Regions from separate parts of the Mus musculus genome. Here region 1 is linked to region 2. A link is a contact called in public HiChIP or PLAC-seq data. All regions are on one chromosome and are shown on one strand. The core of a region is the stretch at or near the end of the contact, and the rest is flanking DNA. Distances in the headings are between cores, read along the strand shown. Region 1 holds the start of Pip4p1 (phosphatidylinositol-4,5-bisphosphate 4-phosphatase 1). Region 2 overlaps Tep1 (telomerase associated protein 1).

What was found. HiChIP or PLAC-seq counts read pairs in DNA pulled down with a chosen protein or histone mark.
Region 1: an H3K4me3 HiChIP or PLAC-seq map of bone marrow-derived macrophages shows a contact between it and region 2, with 7 times the contacts expected there. The contact joins the promoter of Pip4p1 here to the enhancer-like site in region 2. A contact is called at or near these places in 1 of 39 promoter capture datasets (macrophages), 7 of 484 Hi-C or Micro-C datasets (bone marrow-derived macrophages, brown adipocytes, embryonic stem cells and 4 more), 16 of 115 datasets of contacts at active chromatin or transcription factors (the 230-238 cell line, the SCID.adh cell line, bone marrow-derived dendritic cells and 9 more) and 5 of 9 other capture datasets (adipose tissue, bone marrow-derived macrophages, liver and 2 more).

Annotation. Positions count from the first base shown.
Region 1 is chr14:50,928,355-50,934,172 of GRCm38.p6, forward strand. Pip4p1 (phosphatidylinositol-4,5-bisphosphate 4-phosphatase 1) reads right to left here and starts at 2,495. Exons shown (of 7, transcript NM_001033271.5): 1 at 2,259-2,495; 2 at 1,780-1,970; 3 at 1,230-1,336; 4 at 848-953; 5 at 652-704; 6 at 467-557. The coding sequence starts at 2,421.
Region 2 is chr14:50,845,194-50,850,969 of GRCm38.p6, forward strand. Tep1 (telomerase associated protein 1) reads right to left here. Exons shown (of 55, transcript NM_009351.2): 16 at 5,394-5,524; 17 at 4,841-4,900; 18 at 2,421-2,579; 19 at 1,640-1,816; 20 at 1,282-1,402; 21 at 223-347. Among named protein-coding and RNA genes, the nearest start is that of Gm52116, 12 kb to the left of the region's middle. Within about 2 kb of position 3,773, at least 3 of the 459 cell types and tissues checked have an H3K27ac peak or open chromatin away from gene starts, as enhancers often do. A contact at or near this core is called in bone marrow-derived macrophages, where this site is marked.

The DNA of each region.
Region 1 (5,818 bases), core at 1,245-3,744, 82 kb after region 2:
TACCTAAAAGTATACTCCCCCTACATCCTATCACCAGACTCATTTTAGGTTTTTATTTTATAAGGCAAGGGTCTCATGTTGGTACCCTGCACAGCCTCAAATCCTATAGTCAATGGCCTTGAAATTCTATGCTCCTGCCTCTACCTCCTAGGTACTGGGACCACAGGCTTGCACCGCCATGCTCAGTTCTGCTCAGTTTGTGTGGTGCTGGATGATCGTGTTCATGCAAGCTAGGCCAATACTTTTACCAGCTAAGCCACATTTGCAGCTGGCAACAACCTACTCCCTCATTTTGTATTATAGATGGGGTCTTGCTATGTAGCCTGGGCTACCTTAGAACTGCCTGTATTCTTTGATTACAGGGACAGAACCCAACACCAGCTCTCTCACCATTCTTTAAGGTATCACCTTCTCAAATCTTAGCCTGTGATGAGGCTGGTAAGAGGTTTGCATTGAGGCTACTCACAGCAAGGCCAGTGGCAGTGACTGCCAAGAGTAAACCAAGCAAGAAGCAGCAAATACATCTCTTCCTAGGATATCGTCTCCCAATAGATGACCTGTGGGGAGCCAATAGAAACTGATATTTGGAATAGCCCTGTTGATTTTATGCCACCCACCACCCAGTCACCAGTACAATCCCTAACCACTTACACTTTTCTGCAGTGAGGGCATCGTGCCAAGGTTCGGTCTGTGAATTCTGTCCACTATGGAAAAAGAAGAACAGCCATAGAAAGAAGGCTCTCCTCCATGAGAACCCGAAAGCAGGGGGGAGGAGGAAATTCTTTTCAGGATTTACTACTATTCCTAGTACTTGCCTCCTCCAGGGTTTCCCAATATCCCTCCTCACCAGAAACGTGTTCTTGCAATGTCCACAGATGACCCTGACACCCATTGGCTGTGGCTCTGGACTCAGAGGTCCTGGATGCACAGGCCCTAGGTTGATGATTCTTTTGCTATACAGGGGGAAAAGTATGTTTTTAAAATTCTTAGTTCTATTTGGATCTGATGACACACTGCATCCCAGCACTTAGGAGGTGTAGGCAGGATGACTAGACATTCAAGGTGCTACTACACAGGCCTTCCTGCCTCCACTTCTCAGGTGCTGGGATTGAACACAGGCATGCACCACCTTGCCCAGCTCTAGATTTTTGTTTGTTTTTTTGTTTGTTTGTTTCCCTATTGCTTTACAACTTTCCTTACATATGGCCTTCTCTTCTTAGGTCTCTTACCAGTAGGGCCGAGGGCAGGCAATCCGCTGAGAAGTCACTTTGCAGATAAGGAGACAATTACAGGGGCATCGGACATACTTCTTTCCTGGAGGTGCATTCTTGATGGGCTAGAGAACAATGAATAAAGGAACAATGGGCATTTCAGCAGAGAAGCCCATTATCCCAGTCCTCTGCAAGGACATTACTGAGAAAGAGAATCAGACATTTGAGATATACAAATGTTGCCAGCAGAGTAGAGTGTGCCTGTGAGACTGGGGCAGGAAGATTGCAGAGTCTGATGGGAACCCGGGTCATTGTGAGATCGTCTCAGAAAAGCAGAGAACCCCAAAATACAAAAATCAAAAGCAACTGCAACAACTGCCAGTGAGAACTACACTTCAGGTCCAGGAAAGATCAAAAAGTGAGAGCTTGGTGAACGTTATTTTTAGTGAGTGGCTTCTAAAGAAATGGCTGCTGCAAGATGCAGGAACTGAAAGTTTCATGAACAGGGTGTTGAACCAGAAAGAGGATCCAGGAAACAAGGCCCATTCTGCAGATAGTTATAACTCACAGTGGCTTCGTTGCAGACACCACATTTGACTACATGCTGATGCATCTTGCCTTCCACGTTGATCGGAGACTGACAGACGCGACAGGTAATCATGGGGGCACTCCCACTATCCGGGCTAGTCAAGGGTGAGTAGGGGGGTGGGTCCTCTCCAGGCAACACGGCTGGATGTCCCTCAGGGAACGGGGGAAATGCTACGAAGAGGAAGCAGATAAACCCAAAATCATCATTCGAACACTTCCCACGGATGCTCCACGGACGTGGGGAACCCTCTGAGTAAGCTCGATCCGCTGCTCACAAAAAAAGCGCTCAGATCAGTTTCCTCAAAACCCGCTTTCAGGCCAGGCTTAGGCAGTGATTGCGGACCGAGGATGCCTCGCCCCGTGACAGGTGCCACGGGGCCACACCTGGCGCGGAAGCAGGCTCCGCCCCCTGACCCGATCCGCCCCTAGGCCTGCGTGCACCTCAGACCTCCGGCTTACCCTGGGGCGGGGCATGTTTACCGGCTCCGTACGGAGGTGCGGAGGGCGTCAGGCCTCCACCGGGCCCGGTCGCGCTCCCGCCCGGGCCCGCTAAGCCGTTGCCACCAGCGCCGCCATCGCCGGCCTCGGAGAGCAGCGGGGAGCGCTCTCCGTCTGCCGCCATGGCGACTCCCGCTCGGTCAGCGACCAGCTCCCGCCGCCGCTGCCACCGCCGCCGCCGCCGTCGCTACCGGGTCCCTAAGGCGCCTGCGCGCCGCGTTCGCCCGCAGCCAGTGCCGCCCCGCTCACGTGACAGGCTGGCCCCGCCCCTCTGCGCTGTCATTCGTGGACCTGAAACAGTTCCCGGTTTGTAAGGGAGCGTCCCTTCTCCATTGGAGAGAGACGTGTCACGTCACTGTCACATGGTCTTCCCGTAGCTGCTGAGTCCGTAAACACTGCACGTGACTCGAAGTTGTGCGAGCGATTGGAAGTGGGGCGGTCGCGCTACCTCCGGCCCAGGTGGGCGGCTGCCCCGCACGCGTCACGTGCGCAGCCTGTCGCGTGAGTCGCTCCTCATTGGGCCCAAGTCTCCCGTGGGACGTAACCCTATTGGCCCAAATTTAGCGCCAGAACGTGAGGGCGGCTGCCTTCTGGCTGGCAGGGCTGGTATCCTGGGCCGCGGGAACCGCCCTAAAACCTGGACAAGAATCGAAAAGCCACCGGGAGCTTGAGGGCTTAGCACGCTTGTCTGACTTGGCACAAGGCCCCCGAGTAGTGGTGATGTGGTTGCGTATGCCTGTAAATGCAACACTTGGGGAGATGAGTTAGGAAAGGGAATTCCAGGGTAGCGGAGAGAAACACTGAACTACACAAGGAGGATCAGAATACAAGAGGGCGGGGCACTGGGAAGATGCGTTAGCGGTTAAGGGAACTTTCTGCTCTTTCAAAGGAGCCTAGTTTGAGTCCTAGGGCCGATGCTACCTGTAACTCTACCTCCTGGAGATTGTGCACCCGGCAGCTACATACACGTGGCTTAAGTGCGTGGGCACACACACATATATATAAAATAAAAACGTCCAAAGTTAAAAAAACAGAAGGTCACAGTGTAGGGCTGTAATCCCAGACTATGGAAGATGGAGACAGGAGGATCAGACATTCGGGTTTGGCTAAGAGTTTGAGACCAGCCTGAGCTATATGAAGACTGTCTAAAAGCCTAGTGCGCATGCTGAGTCTGAGGCTGGCTAAAGCAAGAGGATCATGAGTTTGAGTCCGATTTGACTCACAAACGGAAATGAGAGACTGTTCCTGTAGGATGGTTATGGTGATGCTATCTGGTGAACTTAATGGTAACCATGCTGGAAGCCCTAGGTTCCCTTTCAGCGCCTAAAAAAGATAATAATAATAATTTTTTTTTAATTCTGAAAATGTGCTGTACTACCACTGCTACATCCACAGTCTTTAGTTTTGAGACAAGATCCTGGCTTGGAATTTGGTGATTCTTCGCAAACCTCCCGGGTAATTGAGAATACAGGCATTTGCCTCTAAGCATAGCTGTAAAATTATAATTAATTCTACAAGTGTCTCTACAAGGGTTAAGGTTGGAACCAACCTGAAAGCCCCTCTCAAAGCATGTGTGCAAGTGCTGTCTACGGAAGCTGCCATGGGAGAAAAGCAACTAAAACCCCCTACAAATCACAATGGCCAGCCCAGCAAGAGTGGGTTCAATAGTGTGGCACTTCATCTCAAGGGTAACCTGCTGGACTTTAGGCCTGGGATGGTGTGCTTCTGTCAACCTTGTCAACTACTGTGGCTGGTGACGTCATGGGCCCTAGGAGAAAACCCACTGCTGCTGCCCTCCTAAAACACTAAAATTCTGAACAGCATTCTAAATAAATACCTATATATATGTATCCACACGTCTGCCTGCTCCCCCCCCTCACACACACACACACTCTCTCTCTCTCTCAAATACACCATTAAAGAAGCAGCCTTTCCTCAGAGCAGATGGAGGCCACTACAGTGATCCACAACTGATCTAAATACCTCCATTGCTGAAATGAAAATTATCTTTTATTAGTGTCTCTCTCCACCGATGGAAGGGAAGTGCATCATTTTACTCAATTGATGTATACTGACCTGTCAGATATATACACATGTGTTTATTGATTCAGCTAGTGACTCAAATCCAAAGATAGTTTTGTCATATTTGGTAGATGAACGTCTTTAGACTTTGCTTAATTTTTGTCTTCAGCAAAGAAATTGTAAATGGAGGCTTTTTTGTTTTGGTTTGATTTTTTTTTTTTTTAAATAGGGTCTCATCCTTGAACTAGGCTGGTCTTAAATTCTTGGCAAGTCCCACCTCTCCTCAAAGGCCTGAGACACCATGCCTGATTCTAGGTTCTGATAGTTTTAGACACAGGTTTTTTTTTTTTTTCAGATTAGTTTCTACCATCAGACTTGTCTTCAACAACCCCAACACTCCCCAGCACATACTTAAAAAATGAGTCACAGCTCTGCAGACAACAGGCCAGTTTGCTGTTCTTGCTGATTTCTGCTATAGACTCTCAATTAGGTTAGGTTTCGCTATTTGGGCCCTTGCTATATATAGCCCCCCAAATCTATCCTTTTGTGATACGATACCTCCATCTTCACTAAAGTTGTGTTTTATGATAACTTATATCCGGTTCTAGCTATACAAAAAAAGTTAAAAGTAGAACTGGGGACATATTTCAGTGGTGAAGCACTTGCCTAGCACACATTATGCCCGGGATTTCAATCCTAGTATGCATTCCTGCCACCAAAACAATGTAGGGAGGAAAGAACCCATTTTATACTCTGAAGGGTCAAAGTAGAATAAATGAGTTTGTGTGTGTGTGAGAGAGAGAGAGAATAAATGGTTTATGTATTTATCTACTGTTCATTCATTTATTCATTTGTCATTTGGCCTCTAGGTGATGTTTTTGTTACAGATCAAATACAGGGTGTAGACTAGAAATCAAATGAAAGTAAATGTTAGCCACTAGATTGGATATTTTCTGACAAGTATGTGAGGTATTGAAGGAAGTACATGATAATTTATGAATTCCTCAGTACACACCTTTACATCTTTTTGTGCTGTGTCTTGAGACAGGATCTCTCTGTGACCCAGGCGCTACTAGGACTAATGATTCTGCTACTGCAGGCCTCTGAATGCTGTGACTACAGGCTTGAGACACGATACCCAGTTTCGATACAGACACCGCCCTCTTGTCTTTAAACCTCTTTCAGCCTTAGATCTGGGAGAGGGTTCAGGGAAGACAATTGCTCTCTTAGTGCTCTCATGACAATGCTGGGTTGTTAAAAAAAGTCTTGGATTTTTTTTATTAAAACAAAAAGATTATTTTAAAAATTGCATTCATTCATTTGTTTATTTTTGAGACAGGATCTTACTTTGTAGTCCTGGCTGCCCTGAAGCTCACTATATCAGGCTGGCCTCAAGCTCCACCTGTCTCCTCTGCCTCCCAATTGGTGGGATCAAAGGCATATACCACTAAACTTAGCCTATATTTGTGTGTGTGGTGTGTCTATTCACTTGTGTGGAA
Region 2 (5,776 bases), core at 2,523-5,022:
GGAGGCGGGGCCAGACTCAGGTGCAGGGCCAGACTCAGACCCTCTGTCTCCTGTCATCAGCCAGGAGATAAGGCTCTGCCCCCTGAAACTTTGTACTAGAGTCGGAGTGGAAAAAAACGGATCTGAGGCCTGTTTCTTTCAGCACTGAATGCTGGGGGTTGAGGACGGGATCTATCTGGCTTTCTGTGGGGGACATTTTAACCTGGTAGCAACAGGAGGTACCTAAGGAAATCAGGATCTCGGAAGTAGATGAGAGCTTGGGCCGAAGGCTGCGAGCGTTGGCCACGGTTCAGGAATTGCATCACCTCCATCTCTGTCACGGATCGCCCTGAAGGGTACTCATGGGTCTGCATGGAGAGGGAAGACAGAGGTAGGGTCAGTCCCAAGCATCAGCCCATCTCTGGAAGCCTTCAGATGCCCGAGATCACCCTTATCTCAGTAATCTTGTGTCCTTCCCCGAAACACAGACCGTAAAATATAGTTACTAGCTAACCATTAGCAAATGATTAACAGGTACTGGGTATTTTTTTTTTAAGATTTATTTATTATTATACATAAGTACACTGTAGCTGTCTTCAGACACACCAGAAGAGGGCATCAGATCTCATTACGGGTGGTTGTGAGCTACCATGTGGTTGCTAGGACTTGAACTCAGGACCTTCGGAAGAGCAGTCGGTACTCTTAACTGCTGAACCATCTCTCCAGCCTGGTACTGGGTATTTTAAAATACAACTTTTTCCTTAGTGTTGAAGATTGGATTCGGAACCATACTTGTAGTAGCCAAGTAATCTACCACCAAATTATATTCCCAGACCCTTTTGTGTGTGTGTGTGTGGGGGGGGGTCCTCACTGTATGACCTGGATGGCCTGGAACTTACTATGCAAACTAGGATAACCTCAAACTCATGGAGGGCCTTCTGCCTTTCACTCCCCAGTGAAAACCATTAAAGCCATTAAAACCATTAAAAGCAGGAGCCAGATGACTTTTTGCATTATATTCTGAAACAATGTCATTTAGTTGCCCAGGCTGGCCTGCAACTCCTGATCCTTTTACCTAAACCATCCAACTGATGACAAAAGCTAAGCAGATTAACTTTCAACCCTCTGAGAACGCAGGGAAGAAACCCCTCTCAAAGGAACTGCTTCATCTAGGTACATCTGGTAGAGTCGTCTGCCAGCGTTTCACATCAAGACTCAAGGACCTGCTGGGGCATCATCCTGTCAAGGGGCTTTTTCCAACCCCTGTTTCTTCCCCAGCTCCACCAACCTTGTCTGCCTTACCCAGTGAAAGTGGGGATGATCAGGAAGATCATAGCTGGGGGGAATGTAGCCATAGCGGGAGCCCAGAATCCCCACGAACAGCTGTGAGTTCTCCACCTCCCCAAGGCACACTTCCAGTTGTCTGTAGGCATGATTACAGGAACAGGAAGGAGTCACTGGGGGCAGTTTCAAGCAATAGTAATACAGAGGCGGCAGGGTCCTGAATCGAACTGGGCAAAGTGGTGATAAAGTTTCTGTTGGTATCTAAAAGGCCCGCCCTCACCCTCATTTATTCTTGTAGTCTTGATCATGGTCCCTCGAGTTCCACCACTCAATCGTCTCACCCCTGACCTAGCCCCTCTTCCCTGTGGCCCTGCACCTGTTCCTGCGGGTCTCTTCCTCTGTGATACCCCAGCGCAGGTCAATGGCGTGAAGACTGATGCGGTGGGGGAACACTCTGGCCTGCAGTGCGGGCAGAACAGATCTCATCAGCAAATCTCGCTCCCCATGCATGTCACGGAAAGTGGATGAAATGAAAAGCCGGATATTGCGCCATCTGGGGGCAAGTGGAGGGTCGGGCTCAGTCCCCATCTCAAGTCCAGAGTTATAGGTGCAATGACCCTTAAGCACTTGACATAAACCCTATAGCCAGAAGGGTGTCTTACCAGCCTCCAGATAATATCCTAGCTGTGGGACTAATTACAGAAACCTGAGATTTGAGCCCCACTTCTTATGTGCCTCTTTCTTTAAAAAAAAAAATCATATTAAAAAGTTACTATTCGATCAATGCAATGCTTTGAGGCAAACCTTAACCTTATTCTTAACTATATCTTATATCTTTAAGAAATTAAAACAATCAAGCAAGCCCATGTGAAAAGCCAGAGCCTGTGCCCTAAACCTTTTGCCTAAGCCTTGGCTATATCGATGTGGAGTCTTCTCTCCTCCCTACATACAGACATTTTTTTTTTCTCTCTAGTAAAGCAAGGAATAGGTTCACAGTCTGACAGTTCCCAGGAAGCCCCTGCCTGGGGAGGAGAACAAAGACCTTAGTAAACAGACCAAATGCAAATGCCCCTAGCAGACAGAATGGCAGGCACAGGATTTCTCCAGGTTCTGATGGCAACCCTCCCAGATCACCAAGTCCCACAACCTAGACTGACCCATGCTGGGAAATAGGACCCAAGGGACCAGGGATGTTCTCCTCCAGCGGCCGGAGAGACGGTGCCTGTGTCTTTCCTGGGGGTGGGGGGATCTTGAATAGTTTATCTAGTTGTCCCACATGTTCCAGGAGACGAGAGGCTCCATGTTCGGCAATGAATCTAAGAAAAGCATGATGAAAACAGAATATTGGAGATCAGAACCAGGAAGGCATCCCAAGAGAAACAGGCAGCAAAGACACGCCTGCTCAGTTCAGCGGCTCCCCTCAGGAAGACAGCCATAGAGCAGACCTGGTATGTCATGGTCACAGTTCTCAACCTGAGCTAGGGGCAATCACAAGTACAGGTGAGCCCGGATCATATAATGAGACCCATCTCAAAAAGACTAGCCAGACAAAAAGGATAACCATAAGCCAGGAAAGTGTACTGGAAAATAAGACTACAAAACACTGGGGATGAAGGATGTCACCAGCCCAGCCCCTCCCACTCTCTGTGCATGGTGACCTTAAGATCCCTGTTAGAAAACTGGTCTGAGCTAAAGTTACAGTTTAAGACCTTCCCTGTTCTGTGCGATCAGCTCTGTATAAACTACAATAGCTCCCTATTGCTTGAGGCTTCCCAATATGAGTTGAAGAGTGTAGGTGACATCCAAAGAAAACTTGACGAGAGGAAACAAACATGAAGGTTCAAACGCATCTGCAGCTCTTCCCAAGGAAGGTTTCCATCACCCACATGCTCACATGGATGCTCACATCTGTTTGTGACTCCAGTTCTAGGGAACCTGACGCCCTCTTCTGGCCTTGCCCATCATATATATATAATTTGCACCAGCAAAACATTCATACACATAAAAGTAATATAATTTTTTCATATCGCTCCTCTCTCTCGCTCTCTCTCTCTCTCCCTCTCCCTCTCCCTCTCCCTCTCTCTCTCTTTCTCTCTCTCTCTCTCTCTCTCTCTCTCTCTCTCTCTCTCTCTCTCTCTCTCTCTCTCTCCCTCTTTCCCCCCCTCTCTCTCCAGGGTCTCACTATGTAGACTTGGCTAGCCTGGAACTTACTATGTAGACCAGGCTGATCTCTGCCTGCTACTGCTGCTCAAGGGAATAAAGGCATGCAACACCACACTCGACTTTTGTTTTTTTAAAATTGTTTTAAAAAGTTTCAATTATGTGTTTGTGTATATGTCTCTGTGTGGCAACCTAAACAAAGCCTGAACAAGTACATCACCAAGAGACCCAAGTGGGGATCTAAACAGAGAAGCACAGGTAACTAAGGGATGCTAAGAGTAGAAGAAAGGCTTCCCCAGGGATGAGCCCTCTAACTTTGTTACGTAATACCAGTTGTCAGCCCTGACATCATTCACATACAAGGAACACCAACTGAGCTGAGCTAGTTATAGTCTCTCTGTGTGTAACAGGAACAAAGAAAAAGAGACTATATATTTGAGAGCAAGCAAGAGGAGCAAACCACAGGAGGGATTGGAGAGAGGAAAGAGAAGGGGGAAATGATGTAATTAGAACTTAATCTCAAAAGCTAAAAACATATGGAAATTAATAAAGTGGTGAATAACAAAAATTATGCATAATAATTGCAAATAATAACTCAATAAAATAGATCAGAAAGATTTCCTTTTAAAAACTAATTATGTATGCCTGTGTGTACGTCTATGGGTTCGTGTGCACCAAAAAGTGCAGTGTCTGCAGAGGCATCAAATCTCTGGAGTTGCAGGAGGTTGTTGAATCCCTTTGGAGCTGGATACAATTACAGGTAGTTGGGAGCCACCTGGCATGGTTACTGGGTACTGGGTACTGAGTACTGGGTACCAGATCAAGATCCAGGACCTCTGCAAGAGCAGTATGTACTCTTAACTGATGATCCAAGGTTCCAACCTGCTTTTCCTCTTTCTCATTGGATATAGCATAAACTTGGATGTGTATAACACAGAGCTGAGGTACCACCTTTAGCCAGGAGGTAGAGGTTGTTGAGAGTGATCAAGCATTAAGACAGTGAAGGTTGAGCTGGACAGATGGCTCAGTGGTTAAGAGCACTGACTGCTCTTCCAGAGGTCCTGAGTTCAATTCCTTGCAACCACATGGTGGCTCACAACCATCTGTAATGGGATCTGATGTCCTCTTCTGGTGTGTCTGAAGAGAGTGACAGTGGACTCATACACATGGACTAAACAAATACATTTAAATTAAAAAAGAAAAAAAAAGAAAACAAAAGTGCTCTATTTAAAAAAAAAAAAAGGCAGTGAAGGTTGGAACCCTTATCACACTGTATTGCTGATAAGCTTAGACATCTGTGAAAGAAAATAAGCCATCTTATTTTGAAAAATAAATAAATGAGCTAACAGGCATAGAGAATCCCTTAAGTGCATTCTAAGGCAACCTCTTTCCCCTCCGATGCCCAATGTGGACTCACTTCAGGATCCCGTCAGTGCAGCCTGAGAGCGTCACATCGTTGGGATTCAAATTTGGTGATCTGCCAAAGAAAGAAGCAGTCACTAAGCACCGAAATCGATGCCTGGAGTCAGGGGTAGTGGCTTACATCTGCAATCCCAGCACCTGCCCTGGAAGACAGGAGGATATCAAGTTCAAACCCAGCCAAGGCTATATACCTAGACTCTACTCCGCAGTACCTTAAGATATACACCTCACCCCTATATAACAGTTTTGTGACCGATAGCTGTATTACCCTGAGTGCAACCAATCTTGTCGTAATAGAATTATGTGGCCAGAGTACAGCTCAGTGAGAGGATGCTTGCCTAGAAGGACAGAAGGTCTGGGTCCAGTATCTAATAGCATACAGGGGCAAAAAGACTTCAAAGAAAGTCCTAGAAAATTAAATTCAATAGAACTAATAAAGCAAGAAGGCAAGATACAAAACATCAAACAAGTGAGACTTTGACAGGAGCAGACGGGAAAATATGGACAACTGTCTTCAGACGCCGTACAAGAACAACCAGCAACCTTACATGTACTGTGTTTTCTGTAGGAGGACACCAACAAAGAGGCACTTGGAATTCACATGCTGCCAGATAATCTGTTTGGCTACTTTCAGGAGCTCGGTATCCATCCTTTGACCAAACAGGATGACCCTGTCAATCTGTAAGATGAAAAGAGGAGGCTGAGATCCGGGATCCAGGCTAAAATAGACATGGATGAGCTCAGAGCGTCAGGATGCTTAAGGACTGATGGGTTAGAATGCTGAGGGGAAAGGAAAGTGCAGCTCCTGAGAATGCTTAGAAGGGATGCCACTACACCCCAACCTAGGGTGGCATCAAAGAATCAGGGACAGCAGGGATGGGAAGAAAAGAAAAAGAAGTGAGGGATTGTGTTGTGGAGCTCATTCATGCTC